Regions from separate parts of the Mus musculus genome. Here regions 1, 2 and 4 are each linked to region 3. A link is a contact called in public HiCAR-type, Micro-C and promoter capture Hi-C data. All regions are on one chromosome and are shown on one strand. The core of a region is the stretch at or near the end of the contact, and the rest is flanking DNA. Distances in the headings are between cores, read along the strand shown. Region 1 overlaps Lmo7 (LIM domain only 7). Region 2 has its middle 220 kb from the start of Lmo7. Region 3 holds the start of Cln5 (ceroid-lipofuscinosis, neuronal 5). Region 4 holds the start of Pou4f1 (POU domain, class 4, transcription factor 1).

Evidence for each region. Promoter capture Hi-C pulls out the DNA fragments that hold promoters and counts their contacts. A called contact is a pair of places that touch in the nucleus more often than the background predicts. HiCAR-type assays count read pairs that join an accessible place to other places.
Region 1: a HiCAR-type map of astrocytes shows a contact between it and region 3, with 7 times the contacts expected there. The contact joins the enhancer-like site here to the promoter of Cln5 in region 3. A contact is called at or near these places in 11 of 39 promoter capture datasets (the 3T3-L1 cell line, 3T3-L1-derived adipocytes, cranial neural crest and 6 more), 1 of 484 Hi-C or Micro-C datasets (embryonic stem cells), 4 of 115 datasets of contacts at active chromatin or transcription factors (astrocytes, embryonic forebrain, embryonic stem cells and 1 more) and 2 of 9 other capture datasets (adipose tissue and pancreatic islet).
Region 2: a contact with region 3 is called in a promoter capture Hi-C map of hippocampal neurons, with 11 times the contacts expected there. The contact joins the enhancer-like site here to the promoter of Cln5 in region 3. A contact is called at or near these places in 11 of 39 promoter capture datasets (the 3T3-L1 cell line, 3T3-L1-derived adipocytes, cranial neural crest and 7 more), 3 of 484 Hi-C or Micro-C datasets (the HL-1 cell line, cortical neurons and ganglionic eminence) and 6 of 115 datasets of contacts at active chromatin or transcription factors (embryonic forebrain, embryonic limb bud, fibro-adipogenic progenitors and 3 more).
Region 4: a Micro-C map of the G1E-ER4 cell line shows a contact between it and region 3, with 10 times the contacts expected there. The contact joins the promoter of Pou4f1 here to the promoter of Cln5 in region 3. A contact is called at or near these places in 2 of 39 promoter capture datasets (hippocampal neurons and pre-B cells), 3 of 484 Hi-C or Micro-C datasets (the G1E-ER4 cell line and regulatory T cells) and 1 of 115 datasets of contacts at active chromatin or transcription factors (astrocytes).

What each region holds. Positions count from the first base shown.
Region 1 is chr14:101,783,285-101,786,470 of GRCm38.p6, reverse strand. The region is part of intron 1 of Lmo7 (LIM domain only 7); the gene reads right to left. Among named protein-coding and RNA genes, the nearest start is that of Lmo7, 55 kb to the right of the region's middle. Within about 2 kb of position 1,585, at least 14 of the 459 cell types and tissues checked have an H3K27ac peak or open chromatin away from gene starts, as enhancers often do.
Region 2 is chr14:101,945,629-101,948,893 of GRCm38.p6, reverse strand. No RefSeq gene overlaps it. Among named protein-coding and RNA genes, the nearest start is that of Lmo7, 220 kb to the right of the region's middle. Within about 2 kb of position 2,008, at least 24 of the 459 cell types and tissues checked have an H3K27ac peak or open chromatin away from gene starts, as enhancers often do. A contact at or near this core is called in cortical neurons, forebrain and hippocampal neurons, where this site is marked.
Region 3 is chr14:103,068,559-103,071,834 of GRCm38.p6, reverse strand. Cln5 (ceroid-lipofuscinosis, neuronal 5) reads right to left here and starts at 1,619. Exons shown (of 4, transcript NM_001033242.1): 1 at 1,368-1,619; 2 at 36-201. The coding sequence starts at 1,489.
Region 4 is chr14:104,466,632-104,469,772 of GRCm38.p6, reverse strand. Pou4f1 (POU domain, class 4, transcription factor 1) reads left to right here and starts at 1,774. Exons shown (of 3, transcript NM_011143.4): 1 at 1,774-2,162; 2 at 2,902-3,141. The coding sequence starts at 2,040.

The DNA of each region.
Region 1 (3,186 bases), core at 336-2,835, 1.3 Mb after region 3:
GACCTTTGCATTTGTAGCTTTCCCTGCTTCCTGTCTCTGCTTCCAGGTCTACGAAGGTACAAATCAGCAGCCTCAAGCTCCTGCATTGACAGCCTACCACCATGAAGAGAATCCCCTCAGACCATGAGGCAGAATAAATCCCTGCTCCTTTAAGTTGTTCTTCCTTGTCAGAACAAGCAGAAAAGTAACCAATATACCCAAGTTTACAAATAAAGAAAAGTAAGTTACAGAAAACTTACTGACATTGAGACTTGGGTCAGCAAGCTTTGAACATTCAATTTGGTGACCTCTAAGTAGAGAGAGGATCCTCCCTCCTGTGCCTCACGCTCCCCAGTCCCTACCACAGGCTCTATGTCACTCAGCTCCTCCCTGGCTAAGATGCAGCTGACCCGTGCGTGCTCAGCACTCATGGGAAATCCAAGTATTCCTCCTAGGACTACATCCAGGCAAGAAGATAAAGCTTTGGGTTACATGAGGTTGATCTCCAGGGGAAGAGTGTGACTTAGGTTTTGGAGAAAGACACAGCTTTCATTCCAAGGCTCACTTAACTCACATAGCCCACAACTCCCACAGGTGAGAAACAAATCCTAGATCTGCCAGTTGCTCAAGGATTAAAAATCAAGGTCTGGGAAAACACTGGTGTCACGCTGGTGTTCTGGCTTGTTAGGTCAACTTGACATCTGAGAGAAGTCATCTTGAGAGGAGGAGACGCTGACTGAGAAAACGCATCTGGAAGATCAGGCTATAGGGAGACAAGTCTAGGAAGCATTTTATTTTTGAACTAGTGACCAATGGGAGAGAGCCCAGCCCATTATGGGTGGGGACACCCCTGGGATGGTGGTCCTGGGGGTTCTTTAAGAAAGCAGTCTCAGCAAGCCATGGGAGTAAGCCAGTAAGCAGCATTCCTCCATGGCAGCTACATCAGCCTCTGCCTCCAGGTCCTCTCCTCCTTCCATAACTATCCTGACTTTCCTCAGTGATAGGCTTGCCTTGAGCTATGAGCAAAATAAACTCATTCCCCCACAACTTGTTTTTGGTCATTGTGTTTCATCACAGCAATAGTAACCATAACTAAGACACTTTGGTGATACACCCTTGGTAGGTGGGAATAACCCTTTAAACCAGAGCTTGTACCATGGTGGACCTGTTAATTTGAAAGTTTTCCTGGACTAGAATCTAGCTTCCCTGTTAAACTGTCTTCTAAATAAACAAATTGGGGGCTGGTGAGATGGCTCAGTGGGTAAGAGCACCCGACTGCTCTTCCGAAGGTCCGGAGTTCAAATCCCAGCAACCACATGGTAGCTCACAACCATCCGTAATGAGATCTGACTCCCTCTTCTGGAGTGTCTGAAGACAGCTACAGTGTACTTACATATAAATAAAATCTTTTAAAAAAATTATTTTGTCCATTTACTGAAAAATTAATAAAAAATAAACTGAAAAATTCATTTCCCCTTTAAGAGTCTAACCCTGTTTTGAAATGTGTGGGCAAAATGGTATTTTAAGGCTAGGCACCTCTGTGAACTGTGGTTAAGTCTCTGAGTTGTAGCATGTGAATTGGTGAAATGATATTGTATATTCAGCAAATAACATAGCTTTGAGGGGCATGATTCCCCAATCACTAGCCTCTATTAAACCTTGGCATTGTACTACATAATATTCTGGAATGTACCAGAGCTATTTCTGCCAATACTAATATCATCTGATAGCAAAACCAAAGCCAACTCACAAGTCTTCCAAGTCTGTGGTCATCAGAATTGCACAGATCACCAATTCTAAACAGAATACAATGTTTCATGGTGGTCACAAGTCTAAAAATTTTTCCAAAGCCATTGCCCTCTTCAAGACCTTCCTCTAAGAGTGGGTGTAGTAATTACACCTCCCAATGCAAGTTCCTCAGGCACGGGCCCACACAGGGAAAGAAACAGCAAAAATATGAAACAGTCTAAACACTTGAGGTTCTCATTCAGTCATTATGGAGCCAAATGCCAGCTAGGCTACATTCCTTGAGCAAAGAAAAGAAGTAAAATAATTTCTGATGCAGGACAAGTTACACCCCAAGCGCCATAATCCACTTTAATCTTATAGCTCAAGCTAATCGCTCTAAGTGGCTATAGTGATGGAGCCCAAAGATAAACACCAATGGGAAGGACTAAGTGAAACTACAAGAAAGGAAGATTCCCTCCAGTGCTGATAGTAGGCACAAATTTGCTTGGGACACAAAACCAAGACCACATGAGCCCTGTTAGCCACAAGTTAAGGTCTCTGGAGACAGCAAACCCCCAAATGTGTTCCTCTTAAACACGTCTATTTTGCTAGCACCTACTACTTATAAAGATTAAATTTTGTCTCCAAACATAGGTCCATACTCCAATTTAAACTGTTGCAAGTGGATAGAAAGTATTCATGAAAAAGTCTCCCCAAAGCCCTGACTACTGCATGAGTTATTTTTTTCCAGATCAACAAGTTTTTAAGTAGTGGGTATACAAGTCGTAAGTGGATGTGAGCATCCATTATCAGAATATTTCAAGTATAGTTATAATGCTTAATATAATCATGGGTTTTCAAGAGTCAAAAGATGCTGTTGTTTTGTACAGAAATGTCTCACACACATGAACAAGTCTCAACAATGGCCTGCCTAGCTCCCCGTGAATTCCCGTGAGAGTCATCACTGTGGGAAACATTCATTTTTAGAAATGGTGTGGCTACATTACAGTTTCAGGTGAAGAGTCACTACTTAGTCCTATATGGACTTCAAATTGAGAGGTCTACCCTTTGGTGACAATGATACAATTCACTCTTCAGTGTAAGTTTGGCATCGAGAGACGGAGTTCGTATGTCTGTGACATAAACATCCCACTCAACGACTCTTCATGGATGTCTACTCCTAAGGTTGTCTGTGGCACTGATCAACAGTGACACAGTTCTTCAGGAATCTACTTGTCAAGCTCCCAGTAACCAACTCAACAAGGAATTCCAGGAAGCAAGGAGAGAGTTACAATTCTATCCCTACTTTGATCTCAAAGAAAATGAAAACCTTTTTTCCACATGAAATCTCAGACACAAACATTTATATTTATTTAGCCTTGCTCATGTTAAGCAAAAGAAGTGGGTGCCACCTAAAAGCTTATCAATCAATCAATGAATAAATTGACTACAATTAAAACCATATAGTGAAATATTGAA
Region 2 (3,265 bases), core at 759-3,258, 1.1 Mb after region 3:
CAGGAAATGGAAGAGGCACGTCTCACAAGAAAAGTAGAGAGTTATTAGGAGATGTTCCCACAAGTGATGGTAGCCTCCAAATAATTATCCAGATCACTGGGACAGTTATTGAATGCAACCTCTCTTCCCTTGTGACAAAAGATTCATTGGTCTTAAGCAGCCACGGAAGCATTTATTATAACTTAAAGGAGAATTTGCAATGATCATCCAGGTTTGTCTGTCACTGGCCTGACCTGTTCTGGGATAGTCCTGATATTTTCTAATACTTCTAATTTCTGATTTTACTATTATTCTAGGCTCCCATGATCACAGTTGGTCAAAGTGCAGAGAATAAGAGATGGCGGAGTACTAGGATCAAAACGAGATAGCTGTATCATACCCCTCCTCCCAAGGCTCAGAGATCACCATGGAAGGGGGCATTGAACAATTTTAAGAACCAGGGGTGGGTCTGGAGAGATGGCTCAGCAGTTAAGAGCACTGAGTGCTCTTTCAGAGGTCCAGAGTTCAATTCCCTGAAAACCTCATGGTGGCTCACAACCATCTGTGATGGGCTCTGAGACCCTCTCCTGGTGCAGTCTGAAGACTGCAACACTGTACTCACATATATAAAATAAATAAATCTTTTTTTAAAAGAACCAGGGGTAAATGATAGCTATAATGAAACAGTGTTTTTCAGACACAAGGCAGATGGACATATGAGATCACAGCAACTGTGACTGTACCAGAAACACATAGGAGGGATCAAGCCAATGAAAATCCCAGCATGAGTGGGGAAAGGGATCCATGGAGCTCTTCCATTCAATAGCTCTGAGGAGCTGTTGGCAATTGGTAGCTGCTAGGGGAAGGGGAGTCAGTTTCCTTCATGGATGTAGCCCCTGAAAAGCTGCCCATGCCCCAGGATACAGTCCTACACTCATGCACACACAGCTAACCAACACTAAGTGAACTCAATGAGTGTATAAGCCACGAGCACATGAAGTAGGGAGGCAAAGGACAATGCTGGGAACAGGGGAGGAACTGAAAGGGAGAGAAATGTGGATTTCTATGCATGCATGAATTTCTCAAAAATAATAAAAAAATAGATGTAACTGTTAAGTGGTAAGAGACAAAGACCCTTCAAATAAAAAGATGATTTTTAGGAAACACACTGTTACAAGAGATCTAATGGAGGCTCATGGAAAACCCCCAGCTGAGGTTGGGAAAGGGAATATGACAGAAGAGGGAAGGCAGGCCATGGTGAGTGTCATAGCATTTGCAACGACAGGGGGACAGGCAAGGCCAGGAGGTAGTTAACAAGAGTGGTACACTATCTGGGGACAGACAACACAGGCATCTATCTGTGCTGGTCTAGCAGACTACCGTCAGAGCAAGTGAATCCAATATCCATCTCCCAAATAATTTCATGGTTTAATTTTGATATTTAATATAATCAAGGCTTCTGAGCTTTTATGGAATTGGAATCACTCATGCACAGTGCGAAATATTTCCATGACATCACCTCCCTTCTGTGACAACAGTGATGGGGAGACGCTGTCTGCAGTCCCAGTGGTGGGAGGGTTCCATGGTGGCTATGGGAACTGGCAGGGAACGGTACAGAACCCCGCTTAAGTGTAGTCACTTAATGCATGTTGCAGTCCTAGCTCTGCCAGTTGCCAGCTGGGTGACTTTCGCTTATCCTCAGTTTCACGATCTCTCTAGATAATTTTGGACGCCACCCAGGGTGCAGAGTTTGATGTAGTTATTATTAAAAGGAACGGGTTGCGCCGTGCCTTTGCACACGGTAAGCACTAGATAAATGCTAAGCGTTGTCGTATGCGTGTAATAAAGGCAATGCTCAAACATGAGAGCTTACAGTGCGTCCGAAGATTCTATCAGAATTACAACTTTATTTCAAATTTTACATTTTGTAATATAGATTTTCATTATTTCTGGTGTCTAAAAGGCACACACTTCAGGGATTGTATTTGCCTGCCCCCTAGTGTTAAGAGGAGCTCACTTCAGCAGACGGTTGGGCTACGCTCCTAAAGGGCTCTTTTGCGGATTAGAAAGGGGAAACCTGGGGGCGATGAAGTGAAGGCCGTCATGTCTGAAGGGTGGGGCTGGAACCTCAATCTCAGAACTCTTCCCTTCCTCATGTTCTTCCTCAAACCAGTACAAGGATATATGAATGTGTGTGATGGTTAAAAAATAGCTTGAAAAACTAAAGCAACTTGGACAAATTCAATAACCACACGCCATGTTCTGTTCATTCAAAACGTCAGTCACTGCTCCAGACCGCTACATGAGCTGTATTATAATGACCATTTTTTTCGGAGGGGAGAAACTGGGGTACAAGGAGATGAGATTTGTTAGGCTGCTCTTCATGATGCAAACAACTACAGAAATAAAGAAAACCAGGCAGCTCTAATGTTGATGGGGGATGTCAATGGTAGAAAAACGGATCAAAAGCTCCAATAGGATGGAACCTTCAACTGATGTTGTCTAAACTTCTGAGAGCTCTCTCTGCAGAAAAGGCAGTGAGTGGCGACGTCTCTAAAGTAGCTTAGGCTAGGAAAAGGTTCTTGTGTGTTCTGCATACTTTACAAATGGGGTTTATATGGTTTTTAAAAGACTTGGCTGACCAGGGCAGGGCAGGCTGGGAAGTAACTCAGTTGGTAAAATCTTTTCTTTGTTGTGTATGACCCTCAGCAACCACAGAAACAAAGCTGAGGTCGGTGTCACCCCAATAACCCAAGTGCTAGGGCAGCAAAGGTGGCCATGATGTGTACCCTTATACTCTTGAAGCTAGAGAGACAGAGATAGGGTAATCAGGGCTTGCTGACCAGCCAGTCTAGCCAACACGTAAGCTCTGGGTTCAATAGCAGATCCTGTCTCACAAAGTAAAAGTGAGAGTGACTGAGGAAGACACCTGACATGACCTGTGGCTTGCTCACACGAAAACCACGGGGATCAAAGGGCAGGGTCAAGTGTGTCCTCAAGGAATGTTAATTCCTGAGCTTCATGGCACTTCACTCTACATTTTCAGTAAAACACCATCCCTGAGCAGTTGTGTTCACAGCATGGACCCATGGTCCACACTGGTGAGGCCTGACATGGAGATGGGAAATCTGTCTACACTGCCTTCTGTGGATATTACATTAGTATATTAGTATAATAGATTATATTAGTATATTGGTATACTCGATTATATTAGTGTCAAGAAAAAAATCCATGCAGTTGGGCTTCTCTTTCTACAATGGCTTCAGAGTTGGGTAGGAATAGCTGC
Region 3 (3,276 bases), core at 370-2,869:
TTAAGTAAAGCTACAAGATCAAGATGCATTCTTACAAAGTGTCCCAGGAGGTCTCCATATTTAAATTCCCAAATCGGGGCTTGTAGTCGTAAGACCTCGATGACGTCATTGTCCTTCATAACTGGGATGGGCGAGCCGGTAGGACAGAAAGTATACTTAGCTTGACAGTAGGGATCTGTCTTCGGACGGAAAGAGAAGCGCCTGGTGAGAAAGAGAACCATCCTCAGAATTGCTCTTCTAACAATCTTAACACGGGGACAAAACCTGATCTAACTTACAGCTATATACCAGTTGTCAGGTGGGAATGTCAATCGGGGCTTCTTTAGAGTCAAAAGACCAGTCAGCCTCCGTCTCCTGGTATTAGATAAAATACTTTGAGATTTACAATCTCTTTCTTGTTTTATTGGGTATTTAAGGTTTTTTTTTTCTTGTGAATATTTTCATGAAAACCAACCTCAACCCTAAACTTTTTTTTCTCTCATATATATTTAGAAGAACCAATTCATGAACAGAACACATGAATATTTAAGTTTGGCAACTGCTGGTTTTCACCAGAAATGCGAGGGCTACTATCATTTCCTGTTTTCTGTCCAGGGTATGTGAGCATGAAGATTCTGAGTTAAATTCCCTAAGACCGCACAGAGGATGAGCAAATGGGACCAGATTTGGTCTGCAGCCTTCAGAACTAAGAACTCCTTAGAGGAACATGCATCATGCCATGAACCCCCCCGCCCCTCATTCTGTTATGCAAAACATATGCTTTCAAAAGCTGCATCTCTTTCCACTTCACTATGCCCACGCCAGCCACCACTCCACCCACCCCTGTCCCCCGCAACCCCGAAGACCGAGCGCTTCTTGTTTCGCAATTCCCCACAGGCTGTCAAAACTTAGCTAAGTCAAAGACTGCGATCACCTCCTCAGGTCCGGAGCCCTACCTACCCTCCAGGTTGAAGTGGACCAACAAGGTGATCCTGACTAGCCTAGGGAGGAAATTCCCCGGGTCAGTCAGCTAAATTCCCCATTTAGCTCAGTAAGGACACAGGGGAGCAAGCAGGCTCCCTGTAAATTCTCCCCAAATGTTATGCAATGGCAGCTAACGATAAGGCATGAAATAATTGCAGTGTTTAAAACATTTTAACCTGCTCTCCAAGTCAGTAGCACCTAAAAGTCACTCCGTGCAGTGATGTCACTCTCCATTCCTCCCAGGACTCTGAACTGCCCAGAACCGGTGAGGATCCCCGAGTTGCCAACTATTTAGGAACTATGCTCTTAGTGTCGCCCGCCCTGTGCCCTGCGTCCCCGGGCGCGCTAAGGTATCGGATCCGCCCTCTCCAAGTCCCCTCCCCGCCCCGCTCCGTCTCACTCACTTGTAGGGCACCGGCCAGCGTTGCCCAGACGTCGGGGACGCGCCCAGAATCGTCGCCAGCCCGAGCAGCGCCAGCGCGAGCGCCGGGCGCCAGTGCGCTCCACATGGCCCCCCGCGCAGCATCCGCGGCTCCCTGAGATCCCGGAGGCTCCGGGGCCCCGGCGTCGGCCTTGCGTGCGCGCCGCCGCGAGGAGCCAGCCAAGCACCAGCGCCGGCTTGGCCGTGTGACCTCCGGGCGCGTGACGCCTCCCCTGTCCCGGCCGGGGCGGGGCGCCTCTGTTCCAGCGCGCGTGCGCTGGACGCTAAAAAGCCCTGTCCTCCCGGAAGGGTGAGACTGGTACTGCAAAACTCACTCCAGCCTGGTGGATGTGTGCTATGCCTCTAGCGCAAAGGTGCTTTCTGCCCTCCCCGCAGCCATCACCAGCCAAACCGTAACAACAATAAAACACTTATGAACTTTCTTGACCCACATGGCCCAGGCCAGTCTCCAACACAAATCTTCTGCTTGGAGACACTGGGTGCTCAGCGGAATTAAAAAATGAGGACATTACAGGAAATGATTGCCCTCTCCTGGCCTCTCTGAGAATGTTGCAAAGATCAGCAATGACAATATGCTTTCCGTGCTGCCATCGGCATCACCAGACTTGGACTGCTCTGCTCCGGTTCTGTCCTCTGCCACACTTAGTATTATCCGTGACTCTTCAAAGCTTAAGACCGACCAATAGAGCTAGGTTTAATCCATTTATCCTCCGGTCCTCCTTTGTCCAGTAAGTGTAAGATTGCTAAGAGCATCACGCCATACGGAATCAGGCTGTTCAGGCCACTGCACTGAGTGATGGCAACCAAGATCACTCACGTACGCTGGAGATGAGACTGGAACAGGCAGTATTTTGGAGATCTCCTAGCAAACCCACTATGTGTATGCACATAGGAGCTGCATGAGGTCTGAACTACAAAGCGAACACGGGATCCTTTTTGCTTGCCAACTCTGAAGCTCAAGAAGAGATAGAAATGTCAGATCCAGAAACCCTTTATCAAAAGTTTTGGACCTATCTGGGTTGTAGTGTGAGGCTGATATTCTCAGAGATTCCTCTGCCAAAGGTTCTAGCTGTTTCGTCCTTGCTGATGTATTTTCCAAAAGGAAAAAAAAAAAAATTAAGTCTGTAAATTTTAGGAGACAAAGTTTCTCAGGGAATGAAAAAAACAGGGTGTCATCATGATACTTTAACGTGTCCTAGCAGGTGATGGCTGGCTTTCTCTTTTTGACTTCAGGATGATAACTAGCCAGGCAAACGTGTTAAGTTCAAGCTCATCTTTGCTTTCTTATTTATAACTCTGTGAACTAAATAAATCACTATTCTGAGAAGGGTTTCCAGGTTGCTAAAGGTTCTGTCAAACACGACATGCTTTTTTGCTTCGGACACACCAATTTTCTAACCACATTTTAATGAAAGAGTAATGATATTTTAACTAGGTTTGTAGGCCTTAGATATACTCACCTGCTTTATAGGTGCTTAACTGCCCTAAACAAATACATCAACTGTATTGTAGCCTCTAATTTCAGATTTTTCTTAACAGTTTTTCTTGCCTATCACAGCATAATGTCAAAGATGCTACAATAGGTCAAAGGTGAGTTTAAAGGTTCAATTTAGGGTTGAATTTAGTAAAGTTAGAAATTGTAATAGTCACTCATGAGGAGAATCGATGGGGGCATCTGTTTTATTTTTTAATTATGTATGTATGTATGTATGTATGTATGTATGTATGTATATATGTATTATTTATGTAGCTGTCTTCAGACACACGAGAAGAGGGCATCAGATCCTATTCCAGATGGTTGTGAGCCACCATGTGGTTGCTGGGAATCGAACTCAGGGCCTCTGGAAAAGCAGTCAATGCCTTTCACCACT
Region 4 (3,141 bases), core at 525-3,024, 1.4 Mb before region 3:
GCTCCTTCTTGCACCAGCAAATGAACATCCTTCTCACTTCCCTCTCAGGCTAGAAGAAAGGGAGGGGTTGGGAGGGCAGAAAGGAAAGAGAAGAAAGAAAAGCCAGTGATGTCTGTGGGCTCTTCTTGGAATCTGAATAAACTCGTGGGTGTCCTGAAGATATACACTCTCTAAAGCAAAGGAAAAATACAAATCTGCTGGACCAAAGATTTGGGTTTGCAGAAATGAGATCTCCTCTTTGGTGGAAATGCAGACCTTCTTGTTGTGCGAGTGACCTGAAAGATTATGTATCTGATCTCTGCTTCCCATAAGCAGTTTCTTGTCTCTCTCAGGCTCTCTAGCCAGCAGATGTGATAACATCTGGACCGTTATTATCACCCTAGGCAAGGACTGTATCCTTAGGGACTTAGGCACCCAAGCTGAGGCTCCCCAGAGAGGCCCTTGATCTGCTGCTACATGAGGGTAATATAACAGGTTCATTAATTTATTTCTTCTTCATAGGTCTTCATTTCACAGTTGTTGTTGTTACTATTATTGAAGGCTGGACTAGATAGCATACCAGTTCCTTCTATCTGATTTGAATTTACATTTTGAATTACAATCTATAGATTAGCTTCATTCTGTATCCCAGGTAAGAAAAATACTGTAAGCAGGCAGATATAAAAAGCAAGGGTCCAAAGCGATGTGAAAGAAAGTTCTCTTTTCAACATCTTATTCCCTTTTCTCTGAAGTGGATTTCTTTTCCTGGAGTTTCCAGGGGGGAAAAAAGTGTGTGTGTGTGTGTGTGTGTGTGTGTGTCTCACTGGAGAGGAAAAGATAAAGATCTCGGCTACACCCTGTTTACTATTTTTCCTTTTTGATGACTCAAAGCCTCAGATCACCTAGAGCTCCTTTGAAATGTGAGTTTGTACACGGTTAAAGGAGACAAACAATAAGAGAAATGCACAATTTCATTTCAACAGCTTTTCCCGAGTAGAAAGCACACACTCCTTACTGCTCCTAAGTGACTGTCACTGGTGGTGCCTGACACAGTTATATTCACAACAACAAAGTATGCAGAGAAATTAAATTACGTGGAAATCAATAGCGTCTGACTGCTTCAAACAACTGTCTGTCATGGCTATTATTCTCCGGGAGCCTATTTATAAACCATGAAAGAAACAGGTTCTTGCAGCATAAAGACAGCATCATCCACAGCGCATTTCTGTGTTGCTATTTTTCTCCATATACAGAGGAATGCACGGGCATAATTTAACATACAAATGCCTCTCTGTATACATTATATAACAGCTTGTTAGGCACCGGGTAGTGGAGGTGTGCCTAAATAATGCGCATATATTCTGGGAGGAAAACACACCCGAGAGGAGTGCTTGCATCCTGGCTTTCTTCCTCCAAAAGGTTCCTACCCTTCAACAATAACGGGCCCTTTTTGATCTTTGCAGACCGGCGGAGGCAAGGTGGGACCTGCAGCGCGCATGCCTGGCCAGCTACAGGTGCATCACCTGCCTTGTCCTTGCTGGTGGTCACTATAAGAGCGGCTCCCACGCGCCGCCGCCGGTCGCGGCTCGACGAGCGCGCGCGCGCCCGCCCGCCCGCTCGCTCGCCCAAGCACGGCGCCGCGGCCGCGGGGAGGGCGCGCGCCAGACAGACGGAGACAGCTGCTGTCTGTCAGCGCGGCGGGGCCCGCGAGCTCTCGCGAGAGCTGCCCGGGCCGGCCGCGAGAAGTGGGGCTCAGGTGTAAGAGGAGCGCAGCCCGTCGGCGCGCCGGGGCTAGAGCTCTCGGAGAAGCGGGATCGCGGGACCTGCGCGCGGGCCGGCGGGCGGGCGCTCTGCGCGGTCGGTCCGAGGCAGCGGGCTGCGCTCGCCGGCGCAGCAGCGGCAGCAGCAGCAGCAGCAGCCCCCGCGGCGAGCCTCCGAGCGGAGCCGCCGAGCAGTGCGAGCGAGCGCAGCCTCGGGACGGAGGCCGGGCGAGCCGGCGTGCGCACTTTGCCGCGGACTTTGCGAGTGTTTTGTGGATTTTTACATGCCAAGGCGCCAAGATGATGTCCATGAACAGCAAGCAGCCTCACTTTGCCATGCATCCCACCCTCCCTGAGCACAAGTACCCGTCGCTGCACTCCAGCTCCGAGGCCATCCGGCGGGCCTGCCTGCCCACGCCGCCGGTAAGCGCCCCACGCCCGCGGCCCCGGTCCCGGCCCGCGCGCTCGCCCCCTCCCCCGCTCCGCGCCGCTGCCTGGCGGCAGCTGCCCCGGGCGGCTCCGGGCCCCGCTCCCGCGGGCGGGACTGCTCTTAGAGGGATCCCGCTGCCAGGCACGCGTGGCCCGGGGCCGCTGGAGGCCCGGGTCCCATCCGCCTGTGCCTCTGTCCAGCGCCTGCCATCCGCGGGGAGCTCTCGGGCCGCGGCTGTCGACTTGGCTCCACTTTGTCGGTTAATTTTACGCCTGCACAAGGCGATCTCTGCTCGCTCGCTCGCTCGCTCGCTCGCTCGCTCGCTTTCTCGTTCGGGTGTGTGGCACGGGTCCTTAGCTTCGAGTGACATCTCCATTTCTTCTTTTTCTTCTTCTTTTCGCTCTTTTTTGTCGTCTCCCACTGTCTTCCCCGGAATGTGTTTCCGTGTGCGTCCCCTTCTACCCTTCCCTGGCCCTGTGCCTCTCCCCTTCTATTTCCCCCACCCCGGCATGTTCTCAAATCGTCCCCCGGTCCTCCGTTGACCCTGCTCTTCCCACCCCCCGTTGTTATTTTGGTCGCTTTGTGTTTTGCCTTTTGCCCGTGCTTTCCTGCTTGTGTGTTTGTTTTGTGGTTTCTTTGGTGTTTGTCCCCCCTTTTTTCTTTTTTTTTCTTTTTCTTTCTTCTTTTTTTTTTCTTTCCTTTTCTTTTTGGTTTGGTTTGTGTCGCCTGCAGCTGCAGAGCAACCTCTTCGCCAGCCTGGACGAGACGCTGCTGGCGCGGGCCGAGGCGCTGGCGGCCGTGGACATCGCGGTGTCCCAGGGCAAGAGCCACCCTTTCAAGCCGGACGCCACGTACCACACGATGAATAGCGTGCCCTGCACGTCCACGTCCACCGTGCCGCTGGCGCACCACCACCACCACCACCACCACCACCAGGCGCTCGAGCCCGGTGACCTGCTGGACCACATCTCG